Regions from separate parts of the Sus scrofa genome. Here region 1 is linked to region 2. A link is a contact called in public HiChIP or PLAC-seq data. All regions are on one chromosome and are shown on one strand. Each heading gives the region's core, a stretch centred on a gene start, on an enhancer-like site or on the middle of the called end of the contact. The rest is flanking DNA. Distances are from core to core; before and after follow the strand shown.

What was found. HiChIP or PLAC-seq counts read pairs in DNA pulled down with a chosen protein or histone mark.
Region 1: an H3K27ac HiChIP or PLAC-seq map of alveolar macrophages shows a contact between it and region 2. The contact joins the promoter of TNFSF9 here to the promoter of SH2D3A in region 2. A contact is called at or near these places in 3 of 5 promoter capture datasets (fetal liver and liver), 18 of 47 Hi-C or Micro-C datasets (alveolar macrophages, embryonic fibroblasts, epiblast stem cells and 11 more) and 2 of 2 datasets of contacts at active chromatin or transcription factors (alveolar macrophages and skeletal muscle).

Annotation. Positions count from the first base shown.
Region 1 is chr2:72,581,537-72,584,236 of Sscrofa11.1, forward strand. TNFSF9 (tumor necrosis factor ligand superfamily member 9) reads right to left here and starts at 1,298. Exons shown (of 3, transcript XM_003480815.3): 1 at 885-1,298; 2 at 195-243. The coding sequence starts at 1,142.
Region 2 is chr2:72,392,927-72,395,626 of Sscrofa11.1, forward strand. It overlaps SH2D3A (SH2 domain-containing protein 3A), which reads left to right and starts at 1,366. Exons shown (of 9, transcript XM_021083981.1): 1 at 1,366-1,506.

The DNA.
Region 1 (2,700 bases), core at 48-2,547, 190 kb after region 2:
GGGGCTTAGAGGAAGAGTCCCAGAGTGACAGAGAAGGTTCTAAAAGGAGAGGGGATGTTTTTCAGAGAAAGGGGAGAAAGAGGGTCAGATTGGGTCAGAGAAGAGGCCTCCCTCTCCCGGGGCTCTTCGCCTTGGTGCACCCCCCACCCTCCCCTTCCAACCCCACCCCCCCCATGTCGTGGGGAGTCACTCACCACCCTCCGCCACCACCAGCTGCGCGAAAACATCCTGCTGGAACATGCCCTGCCGACAGAGGAAAAGCAGAGAGTGGATGGAGGGCCCTCCTTCCCGCACCCGCAGCCCTCTGGAAAGGCGGCGGGGTCCCCAGGATCTGCGCAGGCCTTGAATCTACGTTCCCATCCCGCTCCAAATGAGCGCGCGCGCGGGGGCGAGCGCGCACACACACACAGGTACGCACACCCTACCCCAGTACCGCCGTCTGCAAGGGCGGCACCCCGAGAACTCAGGAGGGAAAAGAGAGTCCTCCAGGGAGACTTGGCACAGGAGAGTCGGCAGGGAAAATCGGATACCCCAGAGGTCCGAGAGAAAATTGAGGTTCTCCGGGAATGAGGAAAGAAAGGGGGAGCCCCATCAACTGTTCAAGATAAAAGGCCCCTTGGGCTCCGCGATGGAGAAAGATCCCCTCTGGGGCCCGGGATGCAGATAGGGTCTCACGGCGTGTAGGTAGAGAAGGGGTGCCCCCACGAAGTCCTGGATAAAGAAAGGGTGCCCTCGGAGGTCCAAAGAGGACGGGTGGGGGCGTTGTGTCCCTCCACCCTCGGCTTGAGGTGCAGAAAGAGCCTCGCCGAGGGCCTCTAGATGGAGAAGGGGTCCCGGGGTGGGACTGGGGTCTCGCCTGGGTTCCTGATCGGGCCGCATCTCACCTGTGGATAGTCTGGGAAGCCGGCCAGGGCGTCGGACGTCAACTCCGGACCCTCTGGCAGTCGCGGGCTGGGCGCGGGACCGGGCGCGGCGGGGGCCCCGGGCGCGGTCCAGGAGCGCACCAGGCAGACGGCGCTGGCGGCTGCGAACACTAGCAGCGCGGCGCTCAAGGCCCAGGGCAAGGGGCTGCAAGCTCGGCCTCGGGGCGCGGGAGGCCTCTGGGCCTCGGGGTCCTGGTCGACGTCGGAGCTGGAGCTCATGGCCGGCGACGGACAGCTGCGGTCCGGGTCCCAGCGCAACTCACTTTATACCCAATCCGGAAGCGCTGCTTTCCGGGGAGTGGCCGCCGGGGATCCCAGCGATGTGCTGGGTACGTTGGTTCCCGCCCGCCCCGCCCCGCCCCTTCCACCTTCGGTCAGAACTTTCCCTAACTTTCTTTTCCCTAGATCTCTCCCTCTCTCCATCTCCTTTCTCTCTCTCTCTCTCTCTCTCTCTCTCTCTCTCTCTCTCTCTCTCTCTCTCTCTCTCTCTCTCGCCCTCCAAGCCCTGCTCCACCAAATCCTATTATCTAATTCTCTTTCGTCTCCCCAGTTAGCTCCCTGGGCCTCTCTGCTTCTCTGTCTCTCTGCCTCTCTCCCGAGTTTCTTCTCACTCCCTAGGCCCCCAGCACTGGGGCTCCCCCAGGGCTCCCCTAAACCCAGCACTTCTTCAGGGGGCTCAGAGGACAGCCAGGCCTTATCCCCCTTCACCTCCGGAGCAAAAGACCCCTCCCCCCAGTGGAACCCTAAGTGCCATGCTCGACCCTCGCCCCCCTTTCCTAGGGACCCCTGGGTCGTCCCTGGCCTGCCCCCACCCACCTAGACGCTTCCCGTCAGCGGCCCCCTAGACCCCACAAGCAGAAGGTTGGAGAGTCCAGGTGGAGAAATTCCCCTTGTAGGAAAAGGACAATCTCGAGTGAGGCGAAGGAAACTCAAATTTCCCGTTTGCTCTCCCGTGGTGTAGGCGGGGGCGGGAGGAGGAGCAGAGAAGCTGCCAAAACTCGGTCCCCAAAAGAGGAAGCAACCCTGGATTGAGAGATGGCCAGCCCTAGAAAAGCCCTGGGCTCCCACAGAAGCCCTGCTCTGCCCAGTCCAGCCGGGTAGCCACCAGTCAACTTTTCTTCACCCTCTCCAGACCGCACTCTCCCTGTAGACAGAGGAGGGGAGGTGGGGAGGGGATGTGTGGTTGATCTCTGTGGTCTACTGTCCACCAGGGGCCCAGGAAATGGGGAGTAGGGGGGAGTTTGGGTTCCACAGAACAAGGGTCAGTTTCAGGCCCTGTATTCAATCTCATATTAAGCCTCTCTGGGGAACTAGGAGGCCGAACAATCATGACACTATTATTGACACACAGGTGCTAAAAGCTTCCTTTTCCGTTGTACCAGCAGTTTGGTTTATAAGGTGTGATGCCCCAACCAGCATCACCTCTTAGTTCTGAACTTATAGCACCTCAACCGACACCTATTGACAGTCTAGGAGCGGGCCCCCTGCCATCAGTGTCTGAAGGAACCTTCCAGAAGATTCTGCCACTTGCCATCGCACCTGATGTCCCTCTGCCTGGAATGATCTATGGCCGTCTGGATTCTAGCTGTCCTTCTGAGTAAAGAGGATGAATTCAACTCTAGCTTTCTTCTTGTACCATCTCTCAAACCCCCACTGCAGTTGATACTTAAGAGACTTTTGGTGTTAAAAACCTAAACCCAAATGGCAAGCCATCAGGGTGGAATGCTAAATATAATTTCTCTGCCGAAATGCCACCATCACCACGACTCCAAGCCTC
Region 2 (2,700 bases), core at 116-2,615:
CGAACAGCTCTTTAGGGAGACACACCCCTTGGATTATCTTTTTTAATTATTGTAACCACGAGGGGGCGCTAGACCCCTTCACTGGACATACCCCTACTCTGTACCAAAATCAGACAAGAGTGGGTCAAGGAAAAGACACGAGTCAGCCTGTTTTGAGACTGGAGTCTCTTCCACATTGACAAGGGGGAAAGCCCAGTCTGGAAATTCCCAGATTTTCGGTCCTACAGGCACCAAAACTTTCATCCCCAAGCATCGATGGCTCTTTATTCAATTTCCTCATCTGTAAAATGACAGTAATCTTCACCGTTTACAATTATGGTAGGGATCAGAGATGGGGCTGCCAGTTTCAGAGGAGGACAGGATAGCGTTCCAGGGCTCTGGGCTTGATTCCCACCTCGACCAATGACCAATCACAAGCCGTGTCAAACTTGGGCAAACGACTTCGTTGCCGCATACCTCAATTTCTGCATCCAGAAAGTGGGGGCGGTGAAAATAGTACCCATCTCATTGAGAGGTCTATGTTAAAATGCAATGCATTGACGAAAGTCAACAAGCGTAACAGTCTTGGCATACAGTAAGCACTTAATGAATGTTAGCAGCCACTGTGGCTTTCAATTCTGTTACTGACTTCAGTAAACTTGACCAGAGCGTCCTCTTTCTGGTTCCGGATCCCTCCCACCTTTCTCATGCTAGTCTCCAGGCAGCATGATGGAAGCCCCCTTCCACTCCTTCCCTCCACCCAGGAAACCACCCGAATGTTTACCCCCCACGTCCCGCCAGAGTTTTGATCAATTCCAACTTCCGATTACTGGGAGAAGCTGTCGTGTTTTCCCGCATCTCTCTCCACAAAACACGAACCCTCAATGGGGTTCCTTCCCGGAAACCCGGGGGCGGCGGTCAGGAGGAAGCGCACCCCGTTACGTCACGGCCACTGTCACTCCCTGCCGGGCGAGAGGGCCGGTAGGGGCCGCCCCGCCCCTACCCGGAAGGGCTAGAAGACAATCCCCATGCCCTGTCCCCAGGGGTCGGGGGTGCTTACGGCCAGCTCGAGGCCCTAAACGGAATCAAGGGGCCGGGTCGTAAGGGGCGGAACTGAAAGAGGGCCTAGGAAATGAGTGGGCGTGGCCACTCAGAGGAGGACAGGGCAAGTTCCGAGAGGGCGGGGCCCACTGGTAGATACTTAAGGAGTTCCCAAGGGGGCGTGGTCTATGGGAAGGTGGTTTTTCCTCCCAAGGGGGCGTGGTTAACGCCAAGACGTTTCTGAGGAGGAGGAGCAAGAACAAAGGGGCGGGGCGATAGCCCCGGAGGTACAGCTGAAGAAGGGGCGGGGCCTGCTGGGGTAGTGTTTTTAAGTAGGCGGGACCAGGTGATGGGGCTCGGTTCCCTTCGGGCGCGGCTGGTGAAGGCTGGACCTGGCTGGGGCAGGGAGGGAGGGGAGGGGAGCCTCAGAGCTTCAGGCTTCCGCCTGGCCTCAGGTTCTTGGGAGCTCCGCGGGTCCCGGCCCAGGTAAGTGAGGGGCCCCAGGCAGATCCAGGATCGGCTTATTACTGGGGTTGGGAGCCCTCTTTTTTGCAGGTGGGACCACCGGCTCGCAGGAAGGATCTGGGTGTCTGTCCACGCGCGTCCGGGAATGTAAAAGGGGTCACCTGATTGGGTGGCTGTACTTCACGCGTGTCCATGTACCTGGGCATCCTCCTCCAAGCGTGTTTCCTGTGCAACATGGAGTGCCTCCTTGCTTCCACTTTTGCCCCAGCGATCTTTTTAAAGCACAAATCAGATGGTGCCCCTCGTTCAGGTCAAACCCTTTCGTAGCTCCCCTTCCATCCTGCTGAGGTGAAAATTCGAAGTCCTCCAGTCCCTGCATCATCTCACCCATTGCCGACCTCACTGCTCTCCACTTAGCTCCTGGCTCAGAGCACTCAGCCACACCAGCCTCCCTGCTGACATAAAATGTAAAAAGCAGGCCCCAGGCCTTTGCAGGTACTCTACCCTCCACCTGGACTGCTTTCTCTCCACGTCTTGGCATAACTGTCTCTCCTCCACTGAGATCTCAGCTCCCTTGTCACCTGGTGGGCTGCCTATTTAAGGCAGCCAAACTTGTCCTGCCTTCCTTATCACACCTCCCTGTTTCATCATCTTCATTGTTTACCCTTAGACATTATTTTCTTCATTCATTGTGTCTCTGTTTGTTGTGTGTCTTGGCCACCAGATGGGCCTTGGTCTCATTCATTCCTGTTTCTCCAGGGTCTGGCATGCTGTATGCCTTCAACCAGTCGGTGTTTGCTCACATCTGAGTCCTCTGTCCAACTGTCTCTGTCCGAGTGGCTGTCCCTTTCTTTACATGTATGTGATCCCTAGAGCATGAATAATCCCCTACCTCTTTTCCCCAGGTGTGCTTCTTACCATCCACCTCTCCTGATTCTGCCCTCTTCCTCTCTCCCCTGCCCAGATATCCAGAAATTATTCCAAAGGATGCAGGGCAGGAGGATGACTTAATTGGCCTGTGGCTGACCTGAGCCCATGCTGAGCTCCCCCTGAACTAACCAGAGATTTGTCAGTGACCCACCGCCACATCCACTAAGGGGCACATAAGACAGACGAAGCTGGAGTCCAGGAGACTCTTAAGATGAAGGCCAGGCCTGGCCCTGCTGACAAACAGGAAGTGCACAGGCATCCAGGAGACACACCTGGCGTTCAGGT